Linked DNA regions of Zea mays: region 1 is linked to region 2. A link is a contact called in public Hi-C data. All regions are on one chromosome and are shown on one strand. Each heading gives the region's core, a stretch centred on a gene start, on an enhancer-like site or on the middle of the called end of the contact. The rest is flanking DNA. Distances are from core to core; before and after follow the strand shown. Region 1 has its middle 120 kb from the start of LOC103641360. Region 2 holds the start of LOC100135422.

Evidence for each region. Hi-C and Micro-C count contacts between places; a contact is called where the count stands out from the background.
Region 1: a Hi-C map of leaf shows a contact between it and region 2, with 6 times the contacts expected there. The contact joins the enhancer-like site here to the promoter of LOC100135422 in region 2. A contact is called at or near these places in 3 of 25 Hi-C or Micro-C datasets (bundle sheath, leaf and tassel).

What each region holds. Positions count from the first base shown.
Region 1 is chr10:89,328,180-89,335,411 of Zm-B73-REFERENCE-NAM-5.0, forward strand. No RefSeq gene overlaps it. Among protein-coding and RNA genes, the nearest start is that of LOC103641360, 120 kb to the left of the region's middle. Within about 2 kb of position 5,737, at least 17 of the 20 cell types and tissues checked have an H3K27ac peak or open chromatin away from gene starts, as enhancers often do. A contact at or near this core is called in bundle sheath, leaf and tassel, where this site is marked.
Region 2 is chr10:89,063,170-89,070,314 of Zm-B73-REFERENCE-NAM-5.0, forward strand. LOC100135422 reads right to left here and starts at 2,468. Exons shown (of 1, transcript NM_001114162.2): 1 at 2,026-2,468. The coding sequence starts at 2,382. The coding sequence ends at 2,206.

The DNA.
Region 1 (7,232 bases), core at 4,487-6,986, 270 kb after region 2:
TAATGAGTCTCGGACGAAGGTCATGAGAGACATACCTTCGTAAACATAACAAGTAATGACGAAGGACTCACATAAAGCATGAAATATGATATAAGCATCACCATAGAATCATTTTTATTTTATTAACATGGAAAAACAGAAATGATTCCAAATTACAAATGTACCTTCGGTCCTGAGAGAAGGTGAAAAAGTACGAGCGTGATGCCAAAAGCAAATGCCAAGTCAGCTTGAACAGTACGGGAGTACTGTTCATCTATTTATAGACGCGGGACGCAGCCCACGTAAAATTACATCCATGTCCATTACATTTGTTAACGGCTTATGGAAATCTGTCGAGGCCCCCGAAGTCTTTTCATCTTTGAGTCGGTTCCCCCTTCTGCCATCGCGCCGAAGCTTCCCTGCGCACAGCTTCGGCTACACTCGACCTTCGTCTGGTTCAGGCTTCGTCCTGGCCGTGCTCCATATTCATAATTCTGGATCCGAAAATACCTGTTCACATAATCCACTCGGAAAACATTGTCAAATCATGTTTTTGAGGACCTTCGGAGGACGAAGGCCCCCAACAGTAGGGTACGTAAAACCCTAAAGTAATTTATTTCAAAAAAAAACTCTGCTCATCTAGAGCATTGGCTACACTGGAAGCACTTGGATATAATATTTTTAAAATTTCAGGTAATTTTATATGTAATTAATTTGAGGACGTACTACAAGCCATTTTTTCCCTTCGCAGAGAAAAAAAAAGTTGAATCAGAAAGCGATGGTGTTTGGATTGAGAAATTAGGTTAACCCTGACAACAGACAAGTAGTGAACACGAAGATCTTCGTTCAGCAACCCTGGAGGCTCTATGACCCATTATGATTATTCTGCTGTATATGTATGTGCTGTATCGACGAATATCATTGTTTGGTGGGCGTTCGTGATCGAAACGGGTGACATTTCTTAATTATTAGCTAGACAGCTCTTGGTCGATCTCCGCCCGCGATCGTATATACATGTATAAAACCAACTTTTGATTACTGCAAGTGTATGCGTTCGTAGGTATTTATTTTTAAATTTCCACTTGTTTGTGGTGAAGCAAATCAAAATGTATTGCATGCCCAATGATAATATGAATTCTCCCACGTCTATTTTTAACAGTACGAGCTAGTTAATTTGGAAACTCCATTTTCTCACGTTCCTATTTTTCCAAGGAAAAATAGAAATCTCTTATAAAATGAGATTTTCAAACTAGCCCTATATATATACTAGGTGAGTACCCGTGCGTTGCAACGGGAACATATAATAACATAATAACTTATATACAAAATGTGTCTTATATTATTATAAAAAAATATTTCATAATCTATTTGTAATCCTAGCCATACATAAACATTACAACCATCAGTATCATGCAGACTTTGATATATACCACGATTTGCATGGTCTCATCATTGAAGAGCACGTGTCACACCTGCCGATAGAAGTTCCCTCGTACATTGTCAGTCATTAGGTACGCACCACCATACACGCTTGCTTAAACAAAAAAGCAAGTGTATGTGTTTGCGAAGAGAATTAAAGGAAGGCCGGCACAAAATCTACCCCGACGATGGCGAGTAATCATTACTGTCGGTCCTCCTCTGCGTAACCTCTGGTGCCAAGATGACGCCATAGTCCTTGATATAGTAGTCGTCAAACGCGCACGACATGGCGAGTACCGATGACTCTTGGCTGGGCTGCCAAACGAAGTGCACCCCAGGCTCATCAGCGAGGTAATACACCTAGCCGTTGCACCACCGGATGTGTTACTCCTCTACATAAATCTTGTTGGAGGACACTCACACAACTTCAGCAACGGCCGTCGTCCCAGCGCACAAGAATTCAGGGCCGATCAGTAGTGACTTACGTGGGAGGTTGAGCTTCAGGTGGATGATGAGCTAGACGGTGTGACGGCGCCGTTGTCGGATGCGGTGCCCATAACAACCCGATAGTCGCAGGCGTTGGCGACGACCATGAGGTCCCCCTATTTGAAGATGGACAGCGCGGTGCAGCCGCTCTGGACCGCGTCCAAGCGGTGGCTGCGCTGGAGCTTGCCGAACACAGCGACGCATGTGGCCACGTAGTACTGCTTCCAGAGGTCGAACTGGCAGTCGCCAAGCTTCTTCTCGTCGTCGATGAGCGACGCCAACGCGAGCGCCTCCTGCCAGTGGTGTTTGTTCGGGGTTTACAAGTAAGAAACATGGATTCATCTTTGGCGTTGGTTTATGAAAATAACTCACAAGTTAGATATGGAAAAAATATTACGGAGAATAAATGTCACACATATAAAAAAAATTAAGTTGAAAACATTATTCAAACAAAAGAAATTGCATGCAAGGCTCTTCTTTAATTACTACTCCCTCCATCCAAAAATATAATTCAGGAATCTCGTTGATAATTATCTATGCAAAGGTAGCAGGTGGGCTTTGGGAGAGATGTAGTAGATATTTTTACTGTAACAAATATTGACATAAACACACATTGCATGTGGTGTAGTGGTAGCTACAAGCACATTTGCTTGAGAGGTTGCAGGTTTGAATCCCATTAGGACCACATTTATGTTTTTTTAATTTAATTTTAGCTAGGCGTGAGACGCACGTGGGAATGGGATTTGCGGGGAGGGGGGAATGAGAAAGACAGTGTGGGGAGGAAGTAATGGGAATGACAGAATACTGGCAGAGAAAGACAGTGCGGGAGAGGGGAATGAGAATGACAGCCTACCCCTTACCGCCTTAATAAGCAGTAGAGATTTTACTCGTCAATGCCCGATACTTTGAAGACATTTCACAAATAATCCACTGGTGGGTCTAAGCTCATGTTGTTGTCTACATTGTCATCTTCTATTTCATGGAGAAGCCTAGACGTGGACCTTTATTTATGTTTTTTAATTTAATTTTAGCTAGACTTGGGATGCACGTGGAAATAGGAATGAGATTTGCGGGGAGGGGGAATGAGAAAGACAATGTGGGGAGGAGGTAATGGGAATGACAGAATACTGGTAGAGAAAGATAGTGCGGGAAGAGGGGAATGGGAATGGCAGCCTACCCCTTACCGCCTTAATAAGTAGTAGAGATTTTACTCGTCAATGCCCGATACTTTGAAAACATTTCACAAATAATCCACTGGTGGGTCTAAGACTGTCTCCAGCAACGTCCTCTATATACATCCTCTATATCCGGCCTTTACAGTCTTCTTTAAAAGATTTCATCTCCTATATCTACTTTCTCTCCAACAATGTCCTCTAAATCACGTCCTTTATATGTAAATACATATATTAAAGACATTTTTAATTTTTTAATTTTTGTACATACGTATTTGTCATACTCTCAAATATATTGTATATATTTTAGTTTTATTAAACCGGTTGTTTAAAGTATTCAAATAGATAGAGAACCGTTTAGAGAAACTCTACATATAGAGGATCCAACAGCGTTCTCTAAATTTAGAAGACCGTTTAGAGAACGTTGCTGGAGAGAGTAGAGGACGTCCTCATCCTCTAAATTTAGGGTACAGGACCCTTTAGAGCTCCTTGTTGGAGCTAGTCCGCTCATGTTGTTGTCTACATTGTCATCTTCTATTTCATGGAGAAGCCTAGACGTGGACCTTTATTTTATTAACTCCATGTCTCTAGATCTACCATCATCAATGTGCTTGGTCTCATATTTTGCTAGAGACTGATATTCCTTTTTAACAATGTGCAAAATCACCAGGAGAGCGCAGCAGTCAATATTTCCGGCATGTCACTGTTGCAGTATAGTTACTTGACATTGCGTGTAATTTATGATGATTCTATCTTGACATCGAAATGATCATTTTTTCCTACTCCTTTACACCTGTCAGCAATGCGCCGATGAACTACTACTCTTGAACAAAATCCCTTTCCATGACACGTTGAAAACTGTTAGCGCGAGTTGAGACGTGGCTGCCACGGTCAAGGTCGTGATATATTTGCGAAGATATGTATCTTTATAGTTCGGATTTATGATGAGTGATTATCAACAAGAGCACCGTTTTAGTCTGCGTTGTTGTAGTGAGCACCGCCAGGCGATCCGACGCGGACCGCCGCCACTGTTCACCTCGCAGAGCGGAACCTAGGATATTGCTCATCACGAGAAGATTCTAGGGTTCGTTGTTGTTTGGTCCCAAATAGGTGGTGGTCATCATAGAGGTGACCCAGTGCTCTAAAGATCTTCAACTTTATTCGACCCTACATCATATAAAGGTATCAAGTACTGTCAGACAGTTCATTATAGTGTTTGGTGACCACATCGGCACCAACCGTATCCTTATAGTTTGGATTTGTGACGAGTGATTACCAACAAGAGCATCATTTTAGGTTGAGATGTATGGACTAACCGAGGTGTGAGTGTACGTATAACAAGTGTCTTGACTCGTGGTGTGTAGATGTGGAGTCCCGAGGCGGTGAGTGATAGTGAAGGTGAAGATCATACATGTTCGTGCTAATAGACCAAAAAGCGTTGAAGGAAGCGCTGAGCCTTGACTGAAGGATTCGAAAAGCTAGATGACTAGTCGTGGTGGCTGACACCTGGAACACTAACAAGCGCAAAAACATGGCGGAACGGATCGTGTTGCCGACACGATTGAAGATCGACGAGACACGTGCTCAAGATGCGGGAGATGCCTATGAAGTACGCTGTCTATGGAGGTTTGGTGGTTGAGCCTTAACTATCCAGCAAAAGTTTCGCACGCTTGACACCGAGTTTGGGCCTGAAAACTTGACAGCACGTTCTGGAGAGAACCAAAGACGGCACATGATATCATCACGGAGAATATGTCAAGGCAGAGTAACTTCAAGAAGAGAGTATGGATGTCAGCTCAATATCTTAAGAGTTGGTTCATTTTGTCCCCGACTGAGTGGATAAACTCTATGTATCTATGTATAGTTTAGAGAAGACAAAATTCTTTATAAATAGGGGGGTTGCACAACCAGCTATCTCTCGGACTATATCTATAGTCTTCTACATATGGTTTCGCTCTGTAATTTATCTTGTTAGGCGATCCTTATTTGCTTTTGGACTTATTGCATCTATGATTTTATGAATCAAGAAGTGTGGGTCGTGACTTCTATGGTAAATCCCTACACAAAATGGTTTGCTTGAAGTTCTTCCTTTAAGTTTTCTTCCTGAGCTCTTCGTTTCGATTTTTTGTGGGATTCAATAAATATGAGTTCTTGGGGTCATTTGGAAGGGATGGAAATATGCTATGACCTCATAGGATTACTGTCACCAAATGGTATGCACTGGACCACCTAGAGCACGATTTTCCAATCTCTTGTGTCATTTTGAGAAAACTCTCGTTCGAATTCATATTTTTCGATCTAACTTTGAAGTTCAAATCTTTTTTGAGCTTAAACTTTGTGGATGCCTTCGAAACTAGCTTGTTAAGGTGTGTGGAAAATTTCAGCTTAATCCAAGTTTGTTTGGATTGATTTTGCATTTTAGAATTTAGATTTGGGGCCAAAACACCCATGTCGGCTCAATTGGGATCAAAAGTCGATGGACCAAAACACCATGTCACCCTGACTGTGAGCCCATTTCTCCGATATGAACATCTCACGAGCCCATCACCATTCATAGCCCAAACTAAAACGCGACAAGATTAGTCGTCGTGTTCGAAACAAGATGCGGACGTTAGGCCAAAGGCGACAGACCTGCCAGGATAAGGTCGTCGCGCACGTGGACCATGCCCTGATGGAACAAGACGACCAGTAAAGTAAACAAGCACTAGCTACTGCGGTCGCGGGGTATAGGTAGTTGTCCTGGTGCCGCACGTGAACACTCGCCGAACCTGCGGCCGGCGTCGCACCATGACGCCTGCGGATCAAAAGCTGCATAAATGAGGGCCACCTGCCCACGCGGATCGCAGGAATCAGCAGGAAGAGCCGAGAATCTTGAGGCTCTTCGTGCGTGGCACCACATTGGCAGTGGCACATAGTCGCCCCGTATTGTTTGGAGATTCTTTTTTAACGTAACGACTACTGAGGACACGTACAAACTAAAGCTCCTTCCTCGATTTTTCAAGTAGAAAAGACGGTTAAGACACTGCACCATACAACCCACCCTAAGCTTGTAGAACATTAATACAGTTAAAAGACAATATGTATAAAAAGTCGTGAAGAGACAGGCTCTCTTGAATTTTTTACACTTAACTCAATAGAGACTCCTCAAAATACCCCTCAATTAATGGGGTTGTACATGCACTAAGGCTGTCAACTGATAGTGTAAAATAAAAGATTTACACTATAGTTTAAAATAAGGAATAAGATAGGGGATTGGTGAGCACCATTTGTGGCACTAGGCACGGTCGGACGTTCCACCCTTAGGCGCGGACAGTCTGCCCTGCGGACGGTCCACCCTTAAGCGCGGACAGTCCATGATTAGATCATATATTCATATCAGGCGGATTAACTCCTACCTCCACATATGATTATCCCTCTAAACTCGTGGGAGTTGTTGGAGGACACCTAAAAATGAAGGCCCTGCCAAGGACGGTCCGGCCCCTAAGGATGGACGGTCTGACATTCCCACAGTCAGTCCGACTCCTAAGGCCAGACAGTCCGACAGCTACCAGAGAGGGCAACAGAGTGGGTCCACTATTATGAACGGTCCGATCGGACAGTCCGAAAATGCACAGACAACCTCAAACTCTTTTGAAGTAAGCACAATAGAGGAGTTTAGAGATCTCGACAAATTAGGATAGGGGTTTACATCGATCTCCTTTGGAGGAGATTGACATAGGAAATGGTAAAACTCTAAGGCCGACTTTTGTGAACAAGATCTTGGAAGCCGATCCTAGGAATGAAATGATCGGCTTATTAAAAGAATATTCTGATTGCTTTGCTTGGAGCCACATTGAGATGTTAGGATTAAGCCAAGAGCTAGTGGAGCATCGGTTACGTATTAAGCCTAGTTTCAAGCCCTTCAAGAAATGACCAAGGTCATTTCGTACGGACTTACTAAAAGGGAAATGGCCTCAAACATTTCCTATAATCGATTTTGGTATTTGACCACCATCACAAACCTTATGGACTAACTAGTTTTTCTAGTTGATCATTTTTCAGGTGCATAAGTTCATCTACAACTATTCTAAGTCGACTGTTCGGAATACCATATATTATTCCGGACAGGAGAAGTTTTTTTGGAAAAAACACCTATGCGCGGACGGGTCCGGCCCCTTGCGGCGAACCGTCCGCGAC
Region 2 (7,145 bases), core at 1,218-3,717:
CAGTCAACAATGATTGATTACTGCCAAATAAAACTAAAATTTCTATATAGTTGAACAGGAAATGAAACGCTATACACGATAGAAATCAATCACCACCCCCAACCCAAGAGGCAACAAGCCGACATAAATCAATCAGCGATCAACCGATCACACACCGTATAGTATGTGAGGTAATGCTATTTTTATTTACCTACTTATTAGTTATTTATACTAGCTATATTCAAGTTATGCTGTCAATTGTTAAACTTTAATTTATGAATTATTGATCGCTATAAAAATAGATGTATACATGTATTATCCAACCTTTGAAATCCGCTTCCGCCACCCTTCCACTCCGACTCCGCACCATTTTCAATATCCTAAAATATCCATATACGCATCCGCATAATATCCGCTCTGATCTGAATCCAACGATAAAAATAGGATTAGGATATGGAAAAGGCGATATACGATCCGATCCGTTTGCACCCCTACCCTAAATGATACTTAGTGTCATTCAACACCTAGTGAGCGAAAAAGGATGAGTGCAATTTCGTATGTCCTTGTAATCATATCCATCATGTATGCCATGCTACGTACAAGTCTAGGCATTTCTTATGCTCCAAGCATTACAAATAGGTACCAATTTAACCTAGGTGAGGCTCATCGGGTGGCTATGGAGAATATCTTAAAGTACTTGTAAAGAACTAAGGATATGTTTGTGGTTTATGGAGGTGAGGAAGAGTTCATTATAAATGGTTATATGATGCTAGCTTACAAACCGATAGAGATGATAGTCAATCTGAATCTAGATTCATGTTCTGCCTAAATGGAGGAGCAATAAGTTGGAAAAGTTCTAGACAAGAGATATTGGCTCGTTCTACGATAGAGGTCATGTATATTACATCGTCAGATGCTACTAAGGAGACTATTTGGATTAGAAAGTTTGTTTCTGAGTTGTATGTGGTTCCAAGTGTGCCAAATCCTTTATATCTTTGTTGTGATAATAATGGCGCCACTACACAGACTGAGAAACCTAGATCGCACCAAAATCCAAATACATACCATATTCATGAGATCATTAATAGAGGTTGTGTGAATATTTGTAAACTGTACACAAATTTGAATGTTGCTGATCCGTTGTCGAAGTCTCTTCTACAACCAAAACATAAGGCACACGTGAGCGCAATCGATATCAGATACCTGCATGATTCATTTTAGTGTAAGTGGAAGTTAATTGTATAAATGGCTTATATTTATAAGTGTTGAATGAAGTGTTACTCAATCCCTCAAATTATTATTATTACGTCGGCTCTCGATTGCATGACTTGTTCGTTAAATGTATGGTTTATAATGTTTATAATTTTATTCAAAATATGTGTGTCTTATGTCATTATACGAGACAATAATAATTTTATAGATTAGAACATATATTGATTTATGGACATGCATGTTTCATGGATCATTGATATAGAAATATTAAATTAATAATATGGATATATGATAAAATTTATGGTGTCAGATTTTTTCTGTGTTTACTGGACCGACTCAATCTTTTTAGACCCACAACAAGCAAGGTTCACACAAGAAAATAAAACCGTGGACTTGAGAATCTTGATCCAGTTTTTTAACCGTGGCTAGCGGGTCGAACCTAAACGGGACCATCCTGGCCGTCAGCAGGCCCATTTGGCCATCTCTAGATGGGCGAGCCGTTGCCGTTCCGTGTACAGTAAAGTACCACGTGAGGCTGTGTAATAAAGAGGACAGGTGGGGCTGCAGCTGCCCTGCCAGTGCCAGATCAGCTGGAGAAGAAGAGGACGGCTGAAAGACGAAACTGAAATTTATACAAATTATTATTACAACAAAACTGTTTTAAAATCGTAAGACGTTTTAGTGTTTTTTTCTCTAGGTTTATTTATTATGCGCTATATATTATTAATGTCATATAATTTGGTTGGTTGGGACTTGGGACGGCCGGACGGGAAAGTAATAAAGTACTGCATACTGAAGAGATGAGGAGGAGTACAGCAGCGAATGAATTCGATTATCTGAACTTGTTATTACTATGATTATTGCGTCGCGGTGACAGATGATGCATGGGGTGGGTACGGTAGCAAAACAGGAACACGACTGAATTCAAGCAACTACATACAGCACAAGTCGGCATCAGGCATATGAACAGACACAGATACAGAGACATGGATCGTCGTCGGCAAGGATGACTAGCTAGGTGTTCTTGGTGATGGCGTAGATGGCGTAGATGATGCCGGGGATGTAGCCGAGGAAGGTGAGGAGGAGGCAGATCCAGAACTCGTGGCCGCACCCGTACTTGAGGAACACCCCCAGCGGAGGCAGGATGATGGCGATCAGGATGTCCACGCAGTTGGCAGTCCCCTCCGACATGCTGCCGATGCTTCTTCTTCCTCCTCTTCTTCTTCTCTGCCTTGGCTTGGCTTGGATGGATCGGATTCCTTCTCTCCTTTCGCTTTGCCTCTTCCCTGGCTTCACTTTCACTTTATAGGCAGGCAGACCTTGGACGAGAGGGAGGGCGATGGGATGGCGACAGCTACATACCAGTCGAGCGATCTACTAGCTAGTCCGGTGGCACGCAAACGCAACACGTCTCGTCGCCGCGTACGTGGACGGTGGATGCATGCATCCATCAATCGATCGGCCGGCGGTCGACGGACCAAGCGTGGGCGGCGGCTGCGCGGGTGTCCGGGGAGGTGTGGACCCCACACGGCCTTCCTGCCCGCTTCCTTCGCTGCTAAGCAGCAGCATCCAATTCTTTCTTTCACGCTGCGCGGACGGCGGCCAGACCGCGTGCGGTGCGGCCGCCTGCTGCTGCTGCTGTGCTTGTTACCCCATACTGACAGCTAGCCAGTCTTCTTCTCTCTCGCCAGTCGCGTGCAACGCGTGTGGGCCTATAACTAGTTAACTCGGGCCCAACGACAAGTCGTCTTTATACGGCCGCATGGACGAGTTTCATAGGCCGAATTTACGGCGACATCTATCTGCTGCTGAACGGCCCAGTTATGTTAGGGCCCCTTTTCTCCTGAGTCCCAAATATTAAATCCAGGTAGCTATACGATTTGATTTTCCTGTTAGTTTAAGCACTTACCTGTGTGAAGGGTCACATGACTGGCAAAAACAAAAGACAACATATCTGGTGCACATAGAACATTGGTGCACATGGTGCACATATTAAATCATCACCACTCATTTTAAATCTAATGTCTCTAGTTGTTTGGTACATTTTATTAAGGACACCCTCCAACGTGGTGTTGTATAGTGGTGGAAGGTGTTATTTGTAAATTGAATAATCAACTAGAGACGTTAGATCTAAAATGAGTGTTAATGATTTAATATGTGCACCATGTGCACCAGTCTTCTAGGTGCACCAGATACGTCCTCAAAACAAAATTGATTGAGACGCAGGGTTCAATCTATTTTTTAGGTTTGAGCAATATTACGCATTGTTTAATATTTTTAGAATTGTGTAAAGTAAAAATATATTAAATATTTTTTAATTAAAGAGTACTAATGCAAATATATCTACATTTTAATTGTAAAATAATGCTGTGCAAAAAATATATTATCGAATGTTCAAAAAGAATATATATTTTGTAGGTAATTAAAAGGTAAGGTCTGTGCAACATTGCTCGAAATTTAGACCAGACAATCTGATATATGCACTTTTTTATTTTTCACTAGGAGTACAATGTTCATTTTACCCCTCACTTAAAACCATTAAGTGTCTAAACTAACATAAAGGCCATAAATAACTGAATTTAGTTCCAGACCTCATAGGTTAGATCAAATAAAAAATAACCATTACAGGAAGCAAGATATATTTTTTTTGGGGGGGGGGGGGGATTCATGCGTGTGTGTATGTTGCATTCAACATTTTCTGTAAGATCACTGTGCAAAAAATACATTCAACATTTACGGTGTGTATGTTGCATCAATGTTGGTTCCATCTCATACTTTTATCACAAAAAGGATTCAAAACATGTTTGAACATCGATTCAAATGTTTTAAAGGTTTTTCATATGTTAATTTATGTGTCGGTCCTATTATTTATTTATATATGTAGTGTGAAAGAGGGCCACACCTAAAAGGTTCATGCAGTCCTTTGACTAAGCCAGATAAGATCAATCTAACATCTTTAGCATCCTAACTCATAGCAAGAACGTAACCTACAAAACAAAATCTCTTTTACCTGTTTGTTGCTTTTCTACATAGTATTCTCATATCTAAAAGTATAGTAGTTAGACTTTCAATTCCGTTGAATCTCTAGGGGATAGAGAGTGTTGCAGAAAAGGGAAATCGGTGCCCCATGATAAAGAGTAGAGTGTCCGCCCGTGTATTTTTGCTCTTGGATGCCTATGTTTTTCAAGATAGATTATATGGGTTGCCGAGAGAAGTTTTTTTTGTCATGCCAAAATAATTAATCAAAATTCTTTACCAAACTGTTGAAGATGATCTAACCAATGAAAGTAAAGAAAGTAGAAAAGGTAAATGGGTGATGATAATGCTGTCACCATCAAAAGTTTTAAATAGTAGCAAGTCACGCAAATTGATCATATATAGGGTTGATTGTATATTCGCGTGAATGGTCCGGCGATTTCTTTCCTTCGCCCTTGCGGGTGCGCAACTTTCTTTTGCTGCTCTATATTTTTGCAATGCATGAAAAAATTGTGTTGGCCTATTCTGCTAATTAATTATTCTTGCATTAATTATGATTGATCTGATTGATTGCTGGTCAATCATGTCAGTGTTGTGATCACGTGGCGAATTACTTACCTTAGCCGTGTCGCGTGCATATAATGGGGACGAGACATCGTCCCTAGCGTAGAGTTTTTCATCTCCCAATTCCATTTCCTGCGCTGCCCACGTCTTCCCCATCCCATCGCCGACATGCCATCGGGGTTAGCAGAGCAGAATCTCCGAAGTTTACGTTCCCTCTTGTCCCTGCACAGGGCAGGGGCCATATCAAGTTTTTGGGCACCGTCGATGTAACACCCCTGGTGTTACTGTAACTAAAACTTGAGCATAACATCATAAGCATTGGCATTGCATATGTTTGACACACCTAGAGTGCATTCACTAGGTAAAAATTTCAATCAAGTTGTATTGTTTTAGTGTTTTGCAAATAGAACCCTGGATAGGGAACTTAACCCTAAATAGGGATTAAAGGGGTAAAACATAACCCAAATTGAGAAAACCTAAAAGCTTTAGGGGAATAGTAATAAAATGTTCCCAAGAACAAACTTGAATCACATTTATACCCCTGGGATACCAAAAACCCTAATTGGAACCCTGGAAAACCCTAAATCCAAACCCTAGGGGCCTATCTGCAAAAATTATGCACATTTGGACTAAAGTGTCAAAAGTACTATGTTTAAGCATATAAAGTCACATGGTTCACATTTGGGAAGATTTACAAGCCAAACCCTAAGTTTTGGATTCATTTGCAAAAAGGACCCCAATTGAGATTTCACTCTAAGTCTGAATTTCAGATTGGTGGGCTCAACTTTGGGGCTTTGTAACTTTCAAAGTATAGGGTCTTTATCCTATGTCACCACATCAAAGTTGTAGACCAATCATAGGAGAACAACTTTGCTTAGGAGTGTGAGCTCAGTTGTTGAGAAAAATCTAGAGATAATTAAGCCCAAAGTTGGACTGTCAGACTACTTAAAGCCTAAAATCAGACTCACAGTGGACTGACATCAACTTCAAGCCCAATTTCAAGCATGATCCATTGCCTTTTTGTGGTAACACCATATAGCAATGTTGTAGGTGGTTTATTGCTCTACAATTTTGCTACAATGTGTTGATCATGTTGCCATATGAATTTGGGAGGAAATCAAGCTCAAAAACGGTCTGTCAGACTGACTGAACCCCATTCACGATGGTACAATACCCTAAATCAGATCAGACCGCCAGCGCAGCCGCTTCATCACCGACGACCGCTCCTCGCCGTGATTCGCGCCACCGCCGTGGGATTTGCGTCGCCGATGACCCGATAAGGCCGCCAGGTAAAAGCCATGCCCTGGGGATAACTCCGGTGACTCACCGCCGTATTTCCCCCTGCTTTGCGGCTGGAGCAGATAGGCTCACCGGTGAACCGCCGCCTTTTGCCCTTGTGCCACGTATCCGAACACCGCTGTCGCGTCGCTGTGACTCTTTACAGCCGTCAAATCGTCGCCGGTGAGCTCGCCACGACTGAGGACACGAACTCACTGCGCCATGATCCTTCCCAGTTTCCGGCCGCCAGCTCTGCCCGACCAAATTGAGCGCCACCGTCGATGCCCTCTATAAATTGATGGCCGGGGCAGCTGCGCTATGTCATCGTGAAGCCTTAGCACCCGCTCCCACCCTTAATCGTTCACCCGAGCTCTGGAATTTCAAACTTCCCCCAAACTGGTCTCCGCCACCGCGAAGAACAGCTCAACCGCGACCAGCCCAACTCAGGTTAGTTCCAGTCCCTCTTCTGCTTGTTCTAGCATCCTTAGGTACCCCCGCAAACCCCTCGACCCCTTTAATTGAACTGGACCGCCAGGGATCACCGGGAACGCACTCATCTGTCCGCCACCCCCTCGGTTCACGTGGACAGAGCTTGGTAGATCACCAACCATGCAATTAACTTAGGGGAAATGCTCGGAGTAGGTCTGATTTGGTGTCCGCCGCTCGGGAATGCCAGTACTTGCCCCAAACGGCCGGCCTACGAGCTCACCGGAGCTCGGCCGCGTTCGCCACCGTCGGGGACCTCCCCCTGCGAAGAAATAGAACGTGGAGGGTTTTTGCGCAAACTGTAAGTGACACAGATAAATAGTAACTAAACCCGTTTCCAATTAGCCAGAACTCCGAGGATCCTTCTGCAAAATCGCCAGCGCGGACGCGCGCATGGGCGCACTTCTGCCCTAACTGGGCCGACGCAGGCCTGTTTGAGCCCAATACTGTTTAGAGTTTTCCATTTTCTTTTTTAGTGGAACTTTAGAAATATGTAGAAAATTATAGAAAATTCATAAAATTGTCAAACTAATTTTCCTAGGCTTCTTATTTTCCATAGAATTTAATAAAAATAGTTTCATGGTTTTTAGATTAAATAAGGAATTTTAAGGTAGTTAAAGTAGCTTAAAACATTAGTTCTGGATTTTTAG